2 separate regions of the Anser cygnoides genome follow, and region 2 is linked to region 1. Evidence: chromatin contacts called from public Hi-C data. All regions are on one chromosome and are shown on one strand. Each heading gives the region's core, a stretch centred on a gene start, on an enhancer-like site or on the middle of the called end of the contact. The rest is flanking DNA. Distances are from core to core; before and after follow the strand shown.

Region 1 (6,253 bases), core at 32-2,531:
ACTGTGGGGTCCTGGCACGGGCCTGTGGCAGCACGGGGCTGAGTGTGGGGTGCAGGCGCTGTGTCGGGGGGGGGGTGCAGCGTGACAGATCTGCTGAGCACAAACGTCACCATGGCCTGAAAGAACCACGATCCGCTGCTCGAGGAGTATGACAACCCAGCCTCCTGGAAAATAGCACTCCGAGTCCTTTGCAAAGGAATCAAATGAGGAACAAGGCTATTACCTCGTGTCAAACTGTGCCTAATAAAGAAATGGAAATCCCCTACTCAGCCACAAAGAGCAAGGAGAGGTAGGCTCACGCTGTGACACAAATAAATGAACAGTGAAACAGCAATGGAAAAACAGGGGCCCAAGCATTATAAGAAAATATCAGACCTGAAAATGATTGCCTGTCTTAAGCAATAGACTGTAACAAAACATATGTTACAAATACGATCTGGTTGTGCAATCTAGTTTTGCTATTACAGAGAAATGGATTTGGGGCCATAAGTGTTAGCTTCTGTGCGTATCTCCCTATCTTTATATCACAAGAGGGAAAAAAGAAAGCCAACGCCAATATTTGCACCTGGGGAGCCTTGTATCTGTTCATTACCAGATAGAGGAGGCATTAGCAGATACATGGAGATGCTGGCGCGTCATTTTTCCTTTGCACAGCACTGCTAGACATTCGTGTTGCCTCTTGTTCTTCCAACAAGCTGGGAGGATCCAGATCCGCATCCCCTTGTCTTGCAGGGCAGCGTGAAATAAACAGGGCTTCTTGGAAACACCAGGACGTGCCTGCGTGGGACAACTCACAGGGTCTGCATTATCTCTTACCATATGCAAGTGCAACATCCAGTTTACTGACTCCTTACTCCTGAGGTGTTGCTATTGAGAGTACGTGTAACTTCTGCATGCTTTTTCCGCCCTCGGTTTCTTTACCACCAAGGCAGCAAGTACCTCTGTGAGCAGCAGGGCCCGTGAAGCGTCGCCCCAATGGGGCACAGCCGGGTTATCAGCGCATCACAGAACCAGGTACGCTGGAAGAGACCCTCGGCTCATCACATCCGACCCCCCAGGTGCGCTCAGGCTGCGTGCGGGGGCCGGAGATGCCCCCTTCAAGACAGCCGCGCTACCTCTGCCGTGCCGCACCGCACCGGAGCCGCTCGGCGGGCTCACACCCGCCTGTCCCCGGGCCACAAGCCCTGGTGCTGCCGGACCCCCGGGGCTCACCGAGGGCTCCCCGGCGGCCGGGGCCGGGCGCTGTCGGCGGCGGGGCCGGGCCGGGGGCGGAGCGGGGGGGCACGGCCGGAGGCGGAGCCGCTCCGCTGGCGGCTCCGGCGCTCGGCGGCGGCCGGGCACGGGGCGAGCACGGCAGCGGGAGCCGCCGGGAGGTAAGGGGCCGGGGCTGCCGCGGAGGGGCTGCGGGGCTCGGCACCGGGGTCCGGCCGAGCCCCAGCCGCTGCCCGCGGCCGTGCCCGGGTTTCTCGTCCCCGCTCCCGCAGCGCCGGTGCCGGGGGGGGAGCGCTGCGTGCCCCGGGCGTGCCCCGCTGTAGGTCTGGGGTCGGGCTGCTGCCGCCCCCGGGGCCGGGATGGAGCAGGGGGACGGGGGGGGGGGGAGTTACCCGCGGTTCCCACTTGTGCCCAGCCCGGCGGGGCTTTGCTCCCCCGCAGCCTGCAGCCCTGCCCGCCCGGGTCGGTGCTGCCCGAGGACGGGGGTTTGTAGGAGCCGGCTTTGTAGGAACCTAAACTTCTGCGGGTAGGTAGCTCAGTGAGCGAGTAGGCAGCGTTTGCATTGCGTTTGGATGGTTTTCCTGTGAGGTCTCTTTGGTAAGCGTAATTTATTTCTCCCTAATGCCGCTCTTGGCTATTAGCGAGCCCTGCGTGCTTGCTGCCTGTGTTTCTGTAATAACAGAAACTGCGAACGCAATTAATAGGCTGCAGGCACGTATTTCATCGAATAGCCAGTGGCTACCAAAGCTGGTTGGGCAGGAGCGTGCTGGAGATGGCTGCGTGCCTGCCTGGCTGCACTCAGGTAGTGAGCGCGGGCTCGCCCTGCGTTTTTACCAGTGGGTAGAAGCGGGCGCTTTTATTCTAGAGTTGTCTTAGCGAGATGCGTTCAAGTGCCTCGTGGGCTCTGCCAGTGAAATGATCGTTGTGGTGCTTAGTGCGTTCATAAGGAGCAGCAGTTGCTGGGTCTCAAAAGTGAACAGGCTGAAGGCAAATGACAGGAACATCGCTGGAAGAAATAGGTGTGTGCTTTCTTTTTCATAATGGGGGGGGGATTTTTTTTTCAAATTTCAGCTGTGTCGGATGGTGCATATGCTTCTCTGTTGTCTGCTTTTTCTGAAGTATTTATGTAGTACGGTCAGATGATTCAAGCGGCTGACCCTCCCTGGAAGGCAGTTAATATTTCTGTATTTGTTGTGGCCGCAGCGCTGCTTTTGTTGGCGTTAGCTGAAGGACTGTGCAGTGCAGTTGCCATGAATTTAAGTGGAGGGGGATGAGAAGAGGGAAAAGAGGAACTTTAACTTTTCTGAGACAGCCCAGACTTGTCAGCGAAATGGGGATACAATTTCTGACCGTCCTGCACTTCCCGCAGAGCAGCCCTTCCCGCACATCGCTTAGCTGGGGGAGCCGTGTCCCAGCCCAGGAGAGGTGCAGGTGAGCGGGTGGTTACCCCTCGATGAGCGGAGGGAGAAAATACCAGCCTGCAAACCAGCCCAGCGCTGGGGCAGGACGGGACCGAGCCCTGGGGTGGGCTGGGGGGCCCCAGCTGGGAGCCCCCGGCCCTGGGGGTGATCCCAAGCGAGGGCTGGCCGTGCTGTGCCGTGCCGTGCCATGGCAGCCCCGCGCAGCCGCTGCCCAGCCCTCTGCTTGCTGCAGATGAGCCAAACCCGCTCAGGGGCTGTGTTGGTTCGTAAGGCAAGTACGCGATGTTTCCTTTGTAAATCGTGGGGAAATCCCTTTATTTTCTCTGGGGCGTAAGGATATGGCATGCTGGGAAGAGCACCGGGCTTGCGTTTCCAGGCTTGCCTAAAAAGTTAGAGCGGAGCCCAGCAACTTCACGTCCCCCCAGTGGAAGCCGAGGGAGGCAGAGTGGTGTTTCCTTCTGTTTTTTCTCCCTGCAAGGGGAGTGGGATCGGAGCGCTTGCGTCCTCTCCTCAGCTGATGGCAACGAATGACTCTATCCTGGCGTGATCTCACTTTTGGCTGCTGTAACGTGTATTATACTTCTCAGGGTGGGGCTGGGCAAAAGGGAAACGGGAATCGTTGTGTGTGTATGAAAATGCTGAGCTATCCTCAATTCCTTTGCCAAGTTGTCTGTGCGTTGTTTAATTCAAATAATTCCATACACGCAGCCTTGCAGGTCTGTTTGAAAAGGCAGAAACAGTATCCGTAACCAGGAATAGCCCTGCGGTTCGGAAAAACACGGCTAACATCTGTTACCGCGACTTCGGTTTGTTCCTCTCCTGGTATCAGCAGGGTGACAGGTCAGTCGGCCAGGTCCGACGTCCTGCGCCAGACCCTGGGTGGCTGGTGGTGACCCCCAGAGTTGTAACCCCAGCTCCTGCCCGGTGGGGCAGGGGAAAGGCTTCAGGCCACCTAGCTGCCCGGGGCTGGTCCCCGATGGCAGGCGGTGGCCGGTCGGTGTGGGTCTCTGCGGGCTGGGTCCATCTCCTGCGCTCACCGCTCTCGGTGTGACGGAGCCGGCTGGGGTGTCGGTGCTCTGCGCACCGGGCCTGCGCTGCTGTAGGGGCAGCGTTTTCTCTCCTAGCACCTTTTATCTTCCCTTAATCTATCCCAGGTTGAATACTGTAGGCAGTTGAAGCAGAGCCATTTCATGCTTTGATGTGTGTTTATTGGCTCTAGCTTCTCATTCTCTTGCCTTTTTTTTGCCTTTTTTTTTTTTTTTAATTAAATTAGCGCTCTCTTTCCCACCCCACCTCCCCAAACAAAAAGAACTAGAGCAGAGGAGGCAAAAAGTGAATTAAATGACTTTGTGTTTTTTTGTGAATGGGTTTTCTTGCCTTCCCCCTGCCTTCCTTGCTGCCTTCTGTAAGATCCCTTCATAATTAAAATATTATGACTATCCTTATGGTAGCCCTTCACTAGTGGCAAGGATCCTAATTTGACGTCAATGCAAAAATACTAGTTTCTGGCATAAGGGCAGATGACATTTCATCAGCTAGTGCATGCCCATTTTTTTTTTAAACCACAGTACTAAGACCATATGGGCAGATAATGAGTTTAAGCTGATAAACAGCTTACAGATTTGCCCAAATAAAGGACTTTCTTCCTAGAAGACACGTTTTCCTTTAAAATAAATAATGCAGTTCCTGTGTTTTTATTTAATTATCTCTGGTCCTGTCTGTTCTCACCAGGCTGCAGGAAAACAGACACAACTGCCCTGGAAACAGAAGCTACTGGATTTATGGGGCCGTGGGTCTTAGCTCAGGAAGGACTTGAAACGAGAAGCTCAGATGCTACAAAATTGAGGCTTTAAGTATCTAAATAAACAGATGGTGGTCCAAGTTGTATTCGGAGAGTGTTGTGAGGTAGTGCATAGTTCTTGACATCTTGAGGATGAGTCATTGCGTGAGGTGGTTGTAGGTCCAAGGTCTGTCTGGGAGCTATAATTAAATGAGATGAATATCTATACTTCTTGCTAAGCCTCTGAGGCTGCTGAAGCAGCCCTCGTTTGGGGGTTTTGTTGCAAGATAAAGCCTACTTTTGCTTTTTTAAGAGTCTCTCTGGCTAAAGTTTGTGTTGATCCTCCCCCCAACTTAAACTTAAGCTCTCATCGGTAAAATCAGAGAGAAAGATTTTGGATCCTTTTTTTTTTCCCTATAAAAAAATCAAAATAGTACAGCGAGGGCTGGGAAGCTGAGGTCTCTAGTTGTGACTTCAAAATAGTAGCTCAAAACCAAGTAATGTATTTGCATGGGAGGGCACAGCCCGTGTATCTCTACCCCAAAATGCATAGAAGTGAGCTATTTAGGGTCTGAAATTGCTTATTCCGTTCTAAGCTATTTCTTAAGTTCTCCCTTTTTTAAAAAGCTTGGAAATGGTTGCTAATCTTAATTCTAAATAGTAAAAGAAGGAGGAAGAAGAAGGTTGTACAGAAAAATGAGTCCAAACAACGGTATTGTTACTCATGACGCTTACTCCCTCTAAAGCTTCCTTGAATATTTTGTGTTGTCCATTCCCTCCTCTCCCACCACCTCTCAGCACTGGGAAGATTGCTGGAGTTTGTGTTTCATATGAGGGTATGTTCTGGATGCCCAGACTTACGCTTTCCGATGGTTGCTTTCGGTCCTACCGCTGCTTGGACTCTGCCATTCAGCATCCCTTGTGTCTGTCCCTTCCCTACACCAGCCTGTCTTGCTTTCTCATCACCGTGGAGTCCTGAGTTTCCAAAATGGTGAATGAACAACCCTATCCCTTAGTTCCTGGCAGAGGATTCAAATGGATTCAGTGCCTGTTGAATACTTGGTGGAGCTTTTTCTTTGTTTTTTTTTGGCCTCCACCTCTCGCCTTGGACCTAATTTACCACTTCTCCATCGGTAAAGATCTGTCATGGGCTGACGGTCCAAGATCTGTCAAGGTGCTGAGGCTGAAAGTGGCCACAGGAAGGCATTGTGTTAAACTTACTTTTGTTAACCACACCAGCCACTAAAACAGTTTGTCAGTGTGTTTTTATTATTTTTTTTTTTTGCACCGATAAGGCTTAAAGAAACAAATGATTTAAAGATGTTTTACTCTTACAAATTGACCCCAGATGGGATTTGCTTCTGCACCTCTGCTACCTTCTTCTGCTTATGTGGATGCTTCATGTTTGCTGGACTGAGACCAGACTTACAATGTGCAGTGGATGTTACATGACAATTGAGGATATTCCTATAGTATATTTTTTTTCCCTCACCAGCTTCAGTTAAAAAAAAAAGTTGTAGCTGTCCTCAGAGAAGACATAAGTGGGTTTTTGACCACCACAGGTTTTTAGTGAGGGTTCTATTTCTGCCTGGGATCCCTTGTATCTGTGTAGTCCCTCCAAGAAGGATTCCTACAATTAGAACATCCCTAGAGGTTCTTACCATATTTGTGTCGTTTGTTTGTTTTTCGCTATCAGGATGTTTGCTTTGATATATATTTACTCCATAAACTTGGTCTAAAATGGAAGCATGCAGCTACTTGATAAATAGATTGAAAGGTCACTGTGGAAATATCTGTTCTTGAGCCCAAATTAAGGTCAGTTTTCTTAGACCAGTGTATC
Region 2 (6,153 bases), core at 2,056-4,555, 50 kb before region 1:
AAAAGAGCTGGAAAAAGAAGAAAGAATATGGCATCAATCATGCTATATGCATGGATAGCTGTGGGGTGATGCAGAAGTGTCATTGGCATGAACTGGGTCTAGGGACCTCCCCTGTGCCAGAGACAGAGAGCACCAACATGGTTTTGCAGCATTTTCTCCCCCCAACAAGGGCTTTGTTTGCCCTTGTCCACAGCCAGCTCTGGTACGCGCAGCTGTGGCCTGGGGTCAGGCTGCTGTGAAACGAGCTGTGTGAGATCTGTGTGGAGCCTTGCCAGGGGTCTCCCCCCTTCCTTTCCTTGGGAGCCACGTTTAGACTCCCGACCCTTTGTCCTGGCCTGAGCTACGTCGCAGGTTCCATTAATTTGGACCCTGACCTGGTGACTTGAATTCCAGGCTTGACTTCAGACCTGCCTCGTCTTTGTGGACTTGTCTGGCAGCCACTGGACTGTGGCTGGCTGGTTAATGTCACTGAACCTGCTCTGCTTTCTTGCTTGTGTACTGTGGGCCTCTGCTCTTGTTGGCAAGGATCTGGCAAAGCTGCAAGTGAGATATGCAGGCCATTCCTCGCTTGTACTAATAAAACCTCTACAACGTCCCATGCCACAATGCACTTTTGAAATGCATCAGAGAGTTAAATGCTTGATTTGAAATACTAATCATGTCCTTTCTACAAAGCCAAGATCTTTTGCAAATATCAGTTTAGCTCTTCAGGGTTCAAAGCCTACATAATAAGAGTTGGGAGCCTTTTAAAAGACAAAGATAGGCTTTTCATACCTAGTATCACACCTTTGAAGTCTACTGGCTAGCACTAGTAGCACATGAATTATTGCAAAATAGCTCCATGTGCTAATATATTTTGAGAAGTCATCTGTGCCTTTTGTGTGCCTGTTTAAATATATTAGTTTTTTTTGGAAAAACAGTTAACAGCTGTCCCAGACTCAATGGATTCATGAACTGTACACTGCATTTACACAGATCCAAGCCATACAATAATAGGTACAGTGTCTCACATGACTCCTGACATGTATCACAGGGTTCTGCACCACACAGACTGTTTTCAAATAGGAGGTCTTTATAGTTTTTATTTCCAGTCTAATCGATGGTGCTGACAACACTTCAGAGGCTTTGCAGTTCATCTGAGCAAACCCTTTACCACACTTCAAGCAAACAGCAGGAATTAGTCTGGTCATCTTCCACGTGTTCTGGGCTGAGCTTATTACCATGGCCTATAGGAAAGAGTTTTCCAGCTGGTCCTTTATTATCTAACCAAATAGACTGAGAACGGAGGCTGGAATAAAGAGCTCTTATGGGCCCCTGGAGAAGATATGGGGAGGCTGTGCGAGGAGGGAGCTTTTGGCTGTGATTCCCTTTCTTGCTTCCAGAGCCCTTGCCACATTCTGCATTCCCCGTAATCCCCCAGATTTATATGCAAGCATCATTGGGGCAGTCTGTGGGTCCTTTTCCAGCTGGCAAATGGAGCAGCTTGCTGGCTGGGGATGACTGACTCCTCATTGCCCAGAGATTCTCTGACTGCAGGGAGTAACCACTGCACTGACTGAATGCACTTTGCTTACGGTATCGAGTCCTGACTTCTAAGATGAAGCCAGTAAGGAACGAAGAGCACACCAGCCAAGCTGATCCCAAGCTTCCCAACATGCAAGTATTCTAAACTGTGGGAAAAACTCATCCATGCTTCTTGAAGTCTCCACAATCCCTTCTTTGTGTCCTCTTCCAGGGCAGAGCAGACAGGAACTAAATGAGACAGCAATCAGCCTGTATACTTAATTAGTGCAATTTCCCTTGAGTGGCCTATTGCTTTTAGGCACAGATATAATCTGCTGTGTATGATATCCATAGCATAGATATTAGAAATAGAGGGGAAAGAAGGTCTCCTGTTATTTTATGCTATCTCATCCATTCCTCTTTGGTCATTGAGGGATTGTCCTCTACAGTCAAAACAGGACTGGGGAAAAGTACTAATGGGATCTCAAAGATCCTGTTATATCCAATTAGACCACAGCCTAGTAAATCTTGCTAGAATAACGACTTGAGGAATGGAAGAAGATTTCCTCCGTCTCTGTAGCTTCTGAATGCAACAGAAACTGGGTGAGTTGTTCCTTCAGTGTGATTAGACAGTCCCTGCTTGTGTCTACAAGGAGGGTCTAAATAGACCAAGAACGTGAGCTGCGAAGAAGTTTTGAATTCCATAAAGAAGCTGTAGGACTAGCAACTCAAGGAGCAGTTAGAGGTGCAAGACCGAAGAAGAAAATTTATTATGCAGTAAGTATTGCTCCTGTGCAACATTGCCAATGGAAGCACAGTAAGACATCTAGGCAGCTGAGATACCTCCCAGATCATTAAACACACTTATCTTTATCTGCATTTCTACAGACCATCGCCTGTTCCCCTGGGCAGCAGTAGAAGTCAGCAGGGGCACTAACGTGTGTGTTCCCTGCTTGGTTCTCTGTGTGCTGCCTCCTTGCCCTGGCCCTGTTACCAAAGGACTTTGATATTCTCTTGCTTTTCCCCTGTTCCTTTAGAAAAGATAGCACCCATTGAACTTTGCCCAATGCCTGCAGCAGGTACACAACTATATTCTAACACGTTTATTTTCTGATAATCTCCCTCTTAGCCCTTGGTCCCCATTTACAGGACAGTCACACCAAGCCTTGGCCTCTTCAAGGCTAGTGATCTAGGATCAAAGCAGCTCAGATTCATCCTTCTCCTATAAATTAGCTCCACTTGGTCAACGCTCAGCAGTTAGTTTATTCAAACTGCATGTGGACACAGAGAATAGCACAGCAGCTCCTGAATCAAATGTAACTGTACTCTAACGTTGTTTACATATCCACCTACTATCAACAATGGCTAACCCTATTATATGGTGTGAATTGCTCCGCTAATATACTTCCCTTGTTCCTATCCTCATTTCAGAAAGACGGTTTCTTAAACTCTGATCCCACTCCTCAATTACTACCATTTCTGTTTCAGGGAGCAACCTGTATTGTCTTAAGGAGCTGTCGAAAACACAAGGGGAATCTTAATCCAAACTTTCATTTAGAAACCAGTAAAATGAGTCATAGTTTTTCTTCCCCCAGGGGATGAGGAATAATTAGCAATTTCAAGACAGTAAAATACTGATTCTAAACAGGGGTCTGCAGCCCTTTCAGACTGAACTTTTTTTGGTAGGTATTTGGATGATGCTTCCGAGTAGCAATTTGGAAGTATTAACTAGTGGTTAATACTTTATGACAGTGCTAGAGGGCACTGTACTGTTTGTGGATCACATGTAATAGCTAAGAGCGAGACAGTTTAATGGCTTGAGATTCCTTCGCACTTCTTGTTAGAGAGAGATGTTAATCCTGATAGCATTGTAAATCATAATAATTGCATTCTTCCTGTCTCAGACATACTGTGTTTAATTCTTTGTTATCCTGACCCTGTGGACTCCTTTCTCCTGAAGATGTTCAAGGAAAATGTAAACTGCTGCCATTCCAGATAGAAAAACATTCTGCATGCAGCTCGCACCAGTGCAAATGCCTACATGTTGTTCAGGCAACACGAAGTCTGTAATGTCTGCAAGGCCAATAGCGCTGGCTTGTGTAAGTACAACTGTGGGCGGCAGTGCTCCATGGAAATGAACACCTAGTTCAGTTAGATCAGCGTTACCGCTGATAGATAACAATGAAATGTTCTTTTCACTCCTGTCAGTTCCGATAAACAGAACCTAAGACCCTTTTCATGGGATGCCACTGGTTGTCTTCTGACACTATCACAAAGCTGATGTCCACCTCTGCGACTTTAAACAGTTCTCACCTTGTGCACTTCAATGTGTTACATCTTTCTCTGGGAAAAATTGCCTTTTTTTCACGCTTCATCTCCTCTGCTGGGTTTTAAAACTGAAAATAAGAAATAGTGTGACTATCTGCAAAACTCATACTTCATCTACAAAGTTCTTAGTTTTTCCATGCTCTGTTCACACTGTATTTTCATTAAAATGTTGTTTCACACACAAAACATTGGTATGTTTGTCTAAAATATTATGATAGTTTTGTCTTTGCCTCAGAATTCAATTTCAAAGACAGACATGAATTTTCACTTCTGAAAAATTGTTTTGATTTTCTTTTTAATTCTCACTTCCATTTTTTCTTAGTAGAAAGGAAAAAAAACTGGGAATTTTACCTACTTTTAGAACTTTTAAAAAATATGTATAAGTATGTATTTTCTTCTCAAAGTTTTGAAATCTGATGTTTTCACTAAAAAATTGTCTTGTAAAGTAATTTGACTAGTTCTCTTTTTTAACTTCAGTCAATGTTTATGATGTTTGTTCCTGTTTATATAAAGTGTGAGGAAAACTAAGTTATTCCTATTGCTGACTGACATCTTAACCTGAAATATCAGTCCCTGACTGTGATATCATGACAGCAAACAAGTCTTGAATGATGAACAGTCTGTGTCTTCACATGGCCCCTAATTAGAAATCCACGGGGTTAACAGATCCATGCAATCCACTGTCAAGAAGATCTGTTGTGATGGGAGAAAGTGCCCTGGGAAAGTGCTTTCTGGCAGCAAGTAGGTCTGTGGGTTTGGACTTGGGTCACTACCCCTGAGCAGCGAAAGGACAGCATGCAGCTGATGGTCAGGGAGACTTGAAGCTGCGAGGGCTGGCACCAGAAGGGTAGGTGCTGCCATAAAATCACTGTAAATTTTAGTGCTGTTTTCTTTTCTTTTTTTACTTTTTTTTTTTTTTCCCTCTCCAAATTGTGTGGATTAACTCTGAAGAAAACAGACCTTACTGGAGACCTGGGATCTTTTCAGTGGTCTTCCCTACCCTGCAGAATATGGATTCTTCCTCCATCTTGCATAGCTTTGCCTGCAAATCCCATCTTGCACATTCCCAGGCGCCTGTTTCCAGTGCAATTTCTGCTTGGCAGTGAACTGCTATTTTTCCTGTTTCCCTTCCCATCCCCCAGCTCATGTTCTGAGCAGCTGTGAGGTGGGCTGATCCTGCCTGGAAAAATATCTATCTGTTGGCCTGTCCTAGGAAGAGAATTAGCTATCCATACTGCTCCGCATCCCATGTTTCTTTCTTCTTCCTTCCCTTTCCGTTCTTATCTCAGTTTCCCTTTTTACTCCGCTGCCTTATAAACTATAGTTCTCTCTCATTTTAATCTCTCTACCCCACCACCAGCTTAGTGCATTGAAGACATCAGAATCATGTAGCCAAGTATTCCAAGACCCAAGAATTCTTCCTGGCAGTGGCTGGGAAATTTTGACATGTTGGGGCTTTCTGGGGAAATATTTTGTGAGTATGTAGAGTTTGATTAAATTCTAAAATTTCAGCTCATATCTGGAAAGTAAGAGAGACACCAGCACTGCCTGACAGTCTCCTGGGAAGGTAGAAAAAGAACTCGAACCTAGATTTTCAACATTTCTGGCAGTTTCTTCCAGGCTGTATACATCTTCCTCTCCAAAATATTAAAGATCTCCACATACTGGAAAATGTTTTCCTTACTAGATGTTGCACATCTGTGGTTGGTTTATAAGGGTTTCATTATGATCTTAGCTCCTTATCCTACAGTTTGCTTAAGTATCTGTTTTTATTTGTTGAGTTTCTTTTCTGCTACATTGCCAGTGGCTAAAATCCTTATGCACAAAATCTTTCTTGCAGGAGATCTCATCATTCTGTACTGCAGTGGATGACACAGCCTCGGGTGCTACAAAACATCACAAAGCTGCAAAACCACTGGACTAAGACAGTGAAGTTTTCTGCTCATAAGAGAGCCTCAGGTAACAGCAATTGTAAATACTGCTCATTAATGGGTATGCACTCGTGCTTTCCTGGCTTACTCAGTCCCCTCACAGCGCAGTTGCGTGCTCCTGGGTGCCATTTCTGGTCTGTGCTTTACCCTTTTTTCAAAACGTAGATTAAGCATGGGATGGTGGCCAGCACACAGGGAAGCAAAGTAATGGCTGAAAGCGGGAAATAGCCAATTAGAGCATCAAAGTCAGGGAAATTAAGCTTTGAGAGGAAAGGGCAGAAACAGGGTGGGGTTGGGAAGAGCAGGATAATAGCAGCCCTCAGGGGAGACACCAGAGTAGGAAATGGAACTACAATCAAAGAAGCAGAGGGAAAAATGCAAGTGTTATCCC

What was found. A called contact is a pair of places that touch in the nucleus more often than the background predicts.
Region 2: a Hi-C map of granulosa cells shows a contact between it and region 1, with 1.6 times the contacts expected there. The contact joins the enhancer-like site here to the promoter of TSPAN18 in region 1. A contact is called at or near these places in 2 of 7 Hi-C or Micro-C datasets (granulosa cells and liver).

Annotation. Positions count from the first base shown.
Region 1 is chr5:13,825,700-13,831,952 of Taihu_goose_T2T_genome, reverse strand. TSPAN18 (tetraspanin 18) reads left to right here and starts at 1,281. Exons shown (of 12, transcript XM_048063638.2): 1 at 1,281-1,373.
Region 2 is chr5:13,877,898-13,884,050 of Taihu_goose_T2T_genome, reverse strand. No RefSeq gene overlaps it. Among named protein-coding and RNA genes, the nearest start is that of TSPAN18, 50 kb to the right of the region's middle. Within about 2 kb of position 3,305, at least 1 of the 3 cell types and tissues checked has open chromatin away from gene starts, as enhancers often do.